Regions from separate parts of the Hordeum vulgare genome. Here region 2 is linked to region 1. A link is a contact called in public Hi-C data. All regions are on one chromosome and are shown on one strand. Each heading gives the region's core, a stretch centred on a gene start, on an enhancer-like site or on the middle of the called end of the contact. The rest is flanking DNA. Distances are from core to core; before and after follow the strand shown. Region 1 holds the start of LOC123411025 (urea-proton symporter DUR3). Region 2 has its middle 15 kb from the start of LOC123437178.

The links. A called contact is a pair of places that touch in the nucleus more often than the background predicts.
Region 2: a contact with region 1 is called in a Hi-C map of leaf, with 6 times the contacts expected there. The contact joins the enhancer-like site here to the promoter of LOC123411025 in region 1. A contact is called at or near these places in 2 of 6 Hi-C or Micro-C datasets (leaf and seedling).

Annotation. Positions count from the first base shown.
Region 1 is chr1H:360,668,412-360,673,591 of MorexV3_pseudomolecules_assembly, reverse strand. It overlaps LOC123411025 (urea-proton symporter DUR3), which reads right to left and starts at 2,818. Exons shown (of 3, transcript XM_045103942.1): 1 at 2,427-2,818; 2 at 1,506-2,282; 3 at 21-1,410. The coding sequence starts at 2,618. The coding sequence ends at 211.
Region 2 is chr1H:360,717,987-360,723,113 of MorexV3_pseudomolecules_assembly, reverse strand. No RefSeq gene overlaps it. Among protein-coding and RNA genes, the nearest start is that of LOC123437178, 15 kb to the left of the region's middle. Within about 2 kb of position 2,258, at least 1 of the 3 cell types and tissues checked has open chromatin away from gene starts, as enhancers often do. A contact at or near this core is called in leaf, where this site is marked.

The sequences.
Region 1 (5,180 bases), core at 1,569-4,068:
TACGCAAGCACACATATGAGTACACATGAAGAAAAATATTACGCTCTCCGATCCATGATACTTATTTTGGATCAGAAGAAGTACTCACACGAACTTCAGTGACGTGATACTGCTGCGCATTGTCTCATGACAATGGTTGCACATTTCTGAGTGGAAATGAACGCGCCATCCAACCCCTGTACACACACGATACATACATCGATCATTTCATCAGTTCTCCAAAAGATGGTCGCTGTCGTCGGCCGGATGGGTGCCGGTGGGGTGCATCTCCACCTCATCCTTCCGCTGCAGCTGCTGGTAGCGCTTCTCGGCCTCGGGCATGGCCCCCATGATGGCCCTCAGCCGCAGGTTCACGTCGTCGAGGCGCTGGTACACGATGTCGTTGGTCAACATCCCCGCGCACACCATGCTGATGGTGTCCCAGCTCTCCACCAACGGCATCAGGATGATCACCGCCGAGCCCACCGCGCCCCACGCGATCGCGATCGCCGCCCACAGCGTGAAGTACCCCAGGCTGAACCTCCCCGCCGGCACCGACAGCGCCGGCCACAGCACCACGATCACGACCGTGAACACCAGGCCCCACTTGACAATCCACCGCTTGGCGTGCACCAGCTTCTCCTCCTGGAGCTCGTCGTCGTCTTCGGCGCCCACGCTCTCCACCGTGGTGATCTGCCTGCTGCTCTCCCAGTCGTAGTTCTGCGGCGACACCAGGCTGCACACGCAGTGCACGGCCCCGCCCACCAGTATGGACACCAGGTTGCCCGTCAGCATGGGCGCGTTCCGGCCGGTGGTGTCCAGGTTCACGCGGCCGTACTGCACCTTGGCCACCGTGAGCCAGACGACCACGCCGAGGACGCAGCCGCTGATGGTGCCGAGCATGGCGCCGAAGGCGTTGGCCTTGCTCCAGAGCAGCAGCAGAGCGATGGGGATGACGGCGGAGCCTACGAGGACGCCCATGGCCAGATACATCCAGCCGAGGGACACGCCGACGAGGTTGAGGACGACGGCCAGGACGCCCATCGAGCAACCGAAGGCGAGGATGACGGCCCTGGACACGAGGAGGATCTGCTTACCGGAGGCGCCCGGGTTGATGTAGGTGCGGTAGATGTCGTAGGTGAAGAGGGAGGAGACGGCGACGAGCTCTGCCGAGCCAGCAGAGGTGACGGCCATGAAGAGCATCGTGAGGAGGAGGACGGAGCCGGGCTTGCCCATGAGCGCGGTGGCGGTGGCCGGCGGGACGAGGCCCTTGGCCGCCTCCGCCGCGGTGATTGGGAGGTCGAGGGCGAGCGCGCCGAGGCCGAGCGATGTTGCCAGCGAGAATGGCACGGCGAACCACACCAGGCCGCCCAGCAGGTACCCCTTGTGCGTCGACGACGGCCGAGCGGCGATCGCGCTCATCCAGTACCCCTGCAATTCCAATGCGCCATCGATCAAGCAAACCACCACACCGCCGGACCGGAGCGCGCGCGGGAGGGACAATTAAGGAATACTGCTGTACTTACGTTATCGACGAAGACGGTGCCGAAATTGCCGACGATGTTGATGATGCCGAAGACGAGGCCGCCGGAGCTGAGCATGGTGAGGTAAGAACCCTTGAGGTTTCCGTGGACGGGGCCGCAAGACTGACCAGAGCGCGAGAGGTCGCCGGAGCAGTCCCTGGCGGCGCTGGCGACGACGAGGAGGCGCTCGTACACCACCTTGGGGCTGCCGAGGCTGCTGCTGGACGTGTACACGAGGAAGACGAAGACGAGGAGCACGGCGTGCACGACGACGGAGTGGATGTAGCTGGCGAGGAAGGTGGCCTTGAGCCCGCCGGCGAGCGTGTACACGATGACGCCGAGCGGGATGAGGAAACTGGCGGCGTAGACGTTGACGCCCGTGAGCGCGTGCACGACGGCGGAGCCGCCGAGCAGCAGCATGGCGGTGACGATGACGTTGGTGGCGAGGCAGAAGGCGAGGAAGACGAGGTGCGCGCGGGCGCCCCACCTGGCCCTGACGATCTCGCAGACGGTGTGCGCGTTGGGCGCCTTGCGCTTGATCTCGATGGCCATGACCCCGAAGAGGAGCACCTGCACGGTGGCGCCGCTGGCGTACCAGAAGGGCCCGCTCACGCCGTACTGCCACGCCACGTTGGAGCTCTGCAGGATGGTCGCCGCCCATGTCCACTGCGACACGATCACGCTGGCGATCAGCCCCGTCTTCACGCTCCGGCCGGCGGTGTTGAACCACTCCGACGTCTGCAGCTGCGACCCGCCCACGTAACGTTTCTCCAACCACACCTACATGCGTTTTCTTTGTTTTTCATCAGTCAGCTCCGATCGATCCGCTAATTAGTTTCTCTACCTGATGATGACAACTGATGAAAAATACTCCGTGTACGTAGAAGATAGAGATTTAATAGAGTAGAACACTGCGTGTAGTACCAGGAAGGAAGTGAAGAGCGCGAAGAAAGCGCCGAAGCCGAGGACGACGGCGTACCCGACGGCCTGCGTCAGCACCGGCTTCCCGCCGAAGAAGCTCTCGTCGCGGCTGCAGACGCCGTTCACCACCGAGTAGTACTGCCCGCCGAAACCCAACTCCGGCGGCGGACACACCACGCCGCCACCGCCCGACATGCCGGATCAATTCTCTTCTACCACGGCGGATTCGAATCAGGAATCCAAGATTCTTTTTTCGCGTGTTATGGTCAACGGCTCACTCTATCAACCCAACTGATGGATGGGGAATTGGGAAGGGGTGGAGAGATTCACACTCCTCCAATCAAGGAAGGCACCGGCACCTTCTGCTGGCGCTTGGATGTGGATGGATGCATCGCTCACAATGCGCGCTGCCGTATATATACAAGTCGTTGAGGAGAAAAAACCAACCAACTGGTTGTTTGTCTGGAAAATTAACCAATCGGGTCACATTGCTTCCGTTATGTTGTGTGGTTGGGAGAATCTTTGACTTGGGCTATTTCGAGACAACATGGACAACATTTATAAGAGCCCACTGGTGTATATTCATGCCAGTTGAATCAAATGAATATAGAGAGATACTTTTTCATCTTGCAGAACAAGTATAACATACACTTACATTTTCCCAGTTATTTTGTCAACTTCGCCCCCATACGTCCTACCATGTAAAACTTGTAACATTTTGCAGCTTGTTAGTAGAAGAAAAAGAGCAAGTAGCCAAAGTTATGCATCATTGTAAGGCTCACCATAGTGGGGTATCATATCTAGTAACATAGTCTTGGGACTAGCAAACATGACGATGTGACAAGTAATTAAAGAAAAGAGAGGGTTAGAGTAACACAGGTAGATATGATATCATGTTAAATGCTATGCTACTATATATCATGCATATCAATAAATGAGATCACATATGATACTAGTTTATGATACTATGCACTATGAAGGTAGTATCATACAATAGTAAGATATGGATGATACTACTACTCCCTCCGTCACGGTTTAGAAGGCGTGCATGAAAATTCTCTAGAACCTAGGTGGTTATTGATTGGCTGTAAAATGAGTTAAAAAATAGCATTTACACTACGCATGCATATAGAAGTAGTACAATGGAGTACTAATTAGCTGCTAAGAGTAAATGCAATGCGCCTTAAACCTTGTGTGTTGTGGAAATGCACGCAAACTTAACCGTGACAGAGGTAGTATATGTTACTCCCCACTATGAGCAACCTAAGGACGGAATGCGCAGAGGTCGCTACTCCCTGACCGATGTGGTGCGCTTTTTTAGACATGTCCCCCTCAGGCTGGCTATAGTGGGGGTAACATAGCTAGTATCATAGTCTTGGGACCAGCAAACATGTTGTGTGACAAGTAATTAAAGAAGAGAGAGAGAGGGTTAGAGTAACATAGGTAGATATCGTATCATGTTAAATGCTATGCTACTATGTGTCATGCATGTCAATAAATGAGATCATCTATGATACTAGTTTATGATACTATGCATTATGAAGGTAGTATCATACAATAGTAACATATGCATGATACTACTATATGTTACTCCCCACTATGAGCAGCCTCACGTATCGTTTTGCTTCACCTCTCCCAAGCTCCGCGTTTAATGTGCATCGCGATGGGAAGTAAAACCATCATCATAACCATAGTAAAGTTCGATCACGTGTGTGTGCATTGTTTTTGCCTAGCCTAACAACGTCATGGACTCCAATGTGGTCCAGACCCGGGAGCTCCTATCGGTGTACTAAAGAACGGGTCCATTACTACCCTGACTTGTGCACAGACGGCAGCAACCTTCGACCCGGCAAGCCATGCTGAAAGATACTGCGGCCAAGACAACGTCAAGCGACAAGGACAAGCCATCGGCAAGCCTCCTTGCCGGTGAAGAAGACTCGACAACCATCACATCCGACAAGGTCCCGCTATCGCGCCACCGCTCCACCTCATCAGGTTGATTGTCTCCATCAATAAGGTGTCGAGCAGGCATGCCATTAGGTAGGCCTTGTCGGTGCACGTGGCAGCTCGGAGGAACTGCAACTACTTTAATGACATTCGTCCTAATGGCGTGGCGACATAATAAGTGGTAGCTGGGCGAACGACACAGAAGGAGAAGCCATCCTTGTCTCGAAGCAACACTAGCGCGACACCTCACGACGCATTTTATGATGTTGTCTTAATCCGTCAAGGTTAGGTATTTTCCACTATAGTTGGTATCAGCAGTTTGACCACTATTGCATCCACTGTTTACCCTTGTGTAATTACCATTTTAGCCAGTGTCGTAATCCCTTTTACCTATAAAAGGAGATCCATGATTACCTTTACAAAGGTCGAAACCCTGCTCAATTGCATGCATAGGGGCTGCCTCTTCCTGTCCGGTGTGTCTGCGCCTTTTAGGCGTGCCCCCTCACGTGTCGTTTCGCTCCACCACTCCCACGTCCTACCTTTAAAGCGCGTCGTGGGTAGACAGTAAAACTATCATCATAACAGTAGTAAAATTCGGCCACATGTGTGTGCATTGCTTTAGGCCTAACCTAACAGCGTCATGAACTTGAGTGTAACGTCCGGAGGCACTAACTGGGCATGCCTGATTTGTTGGTTTTCACACCTACGTCTCTCATATTCAAAATCTCAAAACCATACAACGCATGCAACACTACGTAAAAGACGGTCAATAGATGCAGTTCATTTGATCGTCGGACAAAAAGAACATAG
Region 2 (5,127 bases), core at 1,009-3,508, 50 kb before region 1:
TGGTGTCCATGGCGGCGGAGGGGCGAGAGCCCCTCCGAGATTGGATCTCTCTCTCTGTGTCCTTCTGTTTATGCGCTCCCAGATTCTGCCTTTCACCGTTTCTTAAATTCCCGAAGATCCGTAACTCCGATTGGGCTGAAATTTTAACACGATTTTTTTCCGGATATTATCTTTCTTGCGGCGAAAGAAGGGCCCGAACTGCCTTAGGGATTCGTCACAAGGCTGCCAGCCGTGGCTTTGGGGTGGGGCCGCACCTCCTGGGCTTGTGACCTCCTCGGGCATCGTTTCGCTTAGATTCTTCTTCCCAAAATCATAAATATTCCAAAAAAATTATAGTAGGTTTTTTATTGCGTTTGGACTTCGTTTGGTATGGATAATCTGCGAAACAAAAAACATGCAACAAAGAGGAACTGGCACTGGGCACTGGATCAATATGTTAGTCCCAAAAATAGTATAAAAAGTTGTCAAAAGTATATGAAAGTTGTAGAATATTGGCATGAAACAATAAAAAATTATAGATACGACGAAGACGTATCAGGCAACGGCTTGCGACGGCTTGCAGCGGGGTGAAGGCTGGCAGAGGGCTTGTAGCAGAGCGGCGGCTTGCATCCAGGCGGTGGATGGGGGAGGAGGGGCAAGGTCAGTGGGTCATCGCTGGTTCGACAGTCCATCGATAAGCTTCTGCATCTCTTCAGTTCCTGCTCTTCGTTGCTAGCGGCAACACGGGCTGCTTCGTCGGGTGCGGGGAGCCGCTCAGTCAGTGGCTGCACAACCCCTATGTCAAGCACATGCATCTGCTCTACTTTAGTTAATGTCTCCTACATTGCTAGGTTATCATGAGACAATCTCTTTGGATGAAGGAACACATCTGCTACATTGCTGGTGTCTGCACATCTGATCAAACAATCTCTTTGGATGAAGGAAAGCATATATTCTAGTTTTCACGCATGTAGCTCGGCCACCAAAACGTCACTCTCTCATTGGTAGCCATTATTTGATAGTATGCATCAATTGTATGTGTTATAAGCTTGTCAATATATGTTGTTTTGTTGTCTTTCTTAAAAATACAAATGAAATGCTATCAAAATTTTGAATTGTATTTCATTTCATTTTTCATTATGTGCTTCCAACCAAACACCAGAACGGAACCAACATGTTCTACTCTTTTACTCCTACCGAACACAGGAATGGAACGAACCCGTTCCTCTGGAATGGAACCATTCCATTCCGTGACATTTGGTCCCCCAACCAAACACACCCTTAGCGCTCCGTTTATATGCAACTTTTCACTACCCTCAGGAATATGTAACATTTTACTCTCCTCATGATGTGTAATTTTCACCATCTAATTACCTTTGCTTGTAAGATGTGCAACTTCATATGTTGCTCTGGCCAATTGCCTAGCAGACTTTGTGCAACTCTGTTTGTTGTCCCCGCCAACTAAAACTACATACCCTCAAGTAGGGAGGGGAAGGAGTTGCAGATCGAGTTATAGGAAGTTGGCTCAAACAGTTGACTAAGTTGCACATATCGCTAGTAGGGGAGGTGGGGGAGGGGTGTGAACTGTAAAAAAACTACACATCCATGAGTAGGGACAAGCATGACCGGTCCTGAGATTTCGGGGGTCCAGTGCGAAACGATGATGTGAGGCCTCTTAATATTTACATCAAATAAATTTGTAGCTTTGGAAGCTTTTCCTAGCAGTAATCTTGTTCAAGTTGTACTTTATTGCATGTAGAACATTATATATTCAAAATATGGAGTAGTATGAATTACTAGTGTTTACTGTAAAAAAAAGTTTGGACACTATTCTTCATTGAACCGTAAATCCATCTGCATCCGATTACAACATTATACTCCTCTTTTCTTAAAAAGCTATAGTTTTAGTTAATCCAATAAAATTAACCACCAACTCTACACTAAAATTTAATTATATAGAGTACTCCCTTCATAAACTAATATAAGAGCATTTAGAACACTACTTTAGTAATCTAAACGTTCTTATATTAGTTTACAGAGGGAGTATCTACTAGGCCATGTTTTCACATCTCGTTAGCCGACGACTTCTTAAAAATGAATTGAAAATACTGACACATTGCATGAATATACGACCACTATTTTTCATTAGGCAATTTAATTGGCCAAAAGACCAAAGAAAAAAGTATATGAGGCTATGCTTGTGTGAAGAGTATACGTGGATGCAGCACGTGCAGTACTCATCCCCCAATGGTTCTCAAGCCATTCACTGATCCACAAGCTTTCTCCGTTTCTCGTTTCTCGCCAGGCTCGAAATACCGAGTACTTTTTTGAGAACCGAATATAGAGTACTGAAAGCGATGCACAAGTCAACCAACACTTTCATCGCGTCCGTATGAGGTTCAAGCTATCATTAGTTCATCACGCCCGAGTGGTGCGCAGCCACGAACACCTGCTTAGGGCCCGTCAGAGATTGACGAAGCCTACAACACGACGTACTATTCTGGCCTGCCGGACGATGTGTTGGAGTCGCTGCAGGGATAACACAGTATCAGACTGCAGCCAACATGCATCAGCCGGCATAGGTGTATCAGAACTCGGGAAACGAAGCAACCGCGGATGGTGTACTCAATCGCCATCATAGGCGGAGATCTCGATATGATTTAGGATATACGATGGTCCTGAATGGAGATCGTGGAAAATTCGACGAATTTGATCCATGGATAAAAGTATTTCACAAACTGGACCGCGTTCAATTGTTTTTCACTCAACTCATCCTTTTGTGTGACATCTTACAATCAGGCGTCACACTTCACTCTGTGGCGCCTTTGCCTTAGGCGTCACACAGTACAGTGTGACGTCTATGGCTTAGGTGTCACACTAGGTCTTAGGCACCACACAACATAATGTCACGCGCCACACAGTGTAGTGTGATGCCTAAGCCAAAGACGTCACATAAAAGGATCAGACGGATGATTTTTTTTTTCGAACACGGTCCAGTTTGTAAAATACTTTCGTTTTTGGATCAAAATTTTCCATTTTGCCGGAGATCATGGGATGAAACAACCTTCGTACGTGACGTGCGATTCTGATGATGCCATGCCAAGTAAAGAAGATAGAGCAAATCCAGGGCTCCTCGGTGTCGGGGGCCCGGGGCATCCACCCTGCTCCCCCCCTCAGGGGCGGGTCTCGGGACAAGGGAGGCACATTGACTATTAGATAGCTGGTCGGGGTAGTAGACTAGTTGCTCATCAAGTTTTCACGGGTGCTAGGTGCAACCTTATATGAAGTTAGATCATGTAGCTTCAAAAACTGGGTTTGAAAAAAGTTACACCATGTAGTACTAAAGTTGCATAATACAATACTGAAGTTGCACCATATAACATTAAAATTGGCATAAACAATTCATTAAAACATACCCATGCAATATCTAGTTTTAAAGATGTCATCGTTAAGAATTCAACAGTGAAGACATATGTGAATTTTAACACGTGGTTTGAAAGATATAGCTTTCTAAAAATTCAGAAAGCTGAAATAAATGAACGTGGAGCTGTTTTTTCTAAACCAAACTAACTAATGTGAACACATTTCATGCTAATATCCACGTGCACTAGCTGACAAAAGAAATAATACATACATGCATGTGAAGCCCGGTCGCTCGTTTCCTTTAAAAAGGACGCGAGCACTTTGAAGATTTTAGGAAAAGAAAAATAACATCTTGTACGTATCGGTTTCAGTCGTCATATCATCACTCGTATACATATCCATCGTCCGTCCTATACTAATGCTTGCAAGTTCTGTTAATGCAGTGTATGCTTCACACATCGGGCCGACCATGGGCTTCCTTCGCGCAGGGCCCAATATTCAGAGAGATACGTGGTCTTGACGAGGAGGGAATGTTACCTCTTTATCTTGTATTAGTTTTCCCTTGAAGAGGAAATGATGATGCAGCGAATTAGATAAGTATTTCCTTCAGTTTTTTGAGAACCAATGTATAATCCACTAAAAGGAACAAGTAAGGCCCCAATAGTAGTACCTACACAAATGATCAAACTCTTGCACCCAACGCTATAAAGGGGTTGTCAATCCCTTGAGAGTTATTTGCAAGGATGAGATCTGATAGAGATAGATATAAAAGATTGCAGAAATAAAGTAAATAAATTGCACCAAAGTATTTTTGGTATTTTTGGTTTATAGATCTGAAAATATAATATGGAGAATAGACCCGCGGGCCATATGTTTCACCAGAGGCTTCTCTCATAAAGAAAAATAATGCGGTGGGTGAACAAATTACTGTCGAACAATTGATAGAAAAGAGAATAATTATGAAGATATCTAAGGCAATGATTATGCATATATGCATCACGTCCGTGTCAAGTAGATCGAAACGATTCTGCATCTACTACTATTACTCCACACATCGACTGACTCCTGCGTGCATCTAGAGTATCAAGTTCACGAAGAACAAAGTAACACATTAAGTAAGATGACATGATGTAGAGGGATAAACTCAAGCAATATGATGAAAACCCCATCTTTTTATCATTGATGGCAACAATAGAATACGTGCCTCGCTACGCCTACTTTGTCACTGGGTGAGGACACCGCAAGATTGAACCCAAAACTAAGCACTCCTCCCTTTGCAAGAATTACCAACCTAGTTGGCCAAACCAAACCAATAATTCGAAGAGACTTGCAAAGATATGAAATCATGCATATAAAATTCAGAAGAGACTCAAATAATATTCATAGATAATCTAAACATAAACTCACAATTCGTTGGATCTCGACAAACACACCGCAAAAGAGTATTACATCGGATAGATCTCCATGAAGATCATGAAGAACGTGGTATTAAAGATCAAAGAGAGAGAAGAAGCCATCTAGCTACTAGCTATGGACCCGTAGGTGTGTGGTGAACTACTCACACATCATCGGAGGGGCACTGGAGTTGATGTAGATGCCCTCCGTAATCAATTCCCTCTCCGCCAGATTACCAAAAAAGGCTCCCAGATTGGATCTCTTGGGAACAGAGGCTTCCGCTGGTGTAAAAGTATTTTCGTGTCTCTCTTTGGCAATACGGGAATATTTGGGAATTTATAGGCGAAGAATTAGGATTAGGAGACCTGCAAGGGGCCCACAAGCCAGGGG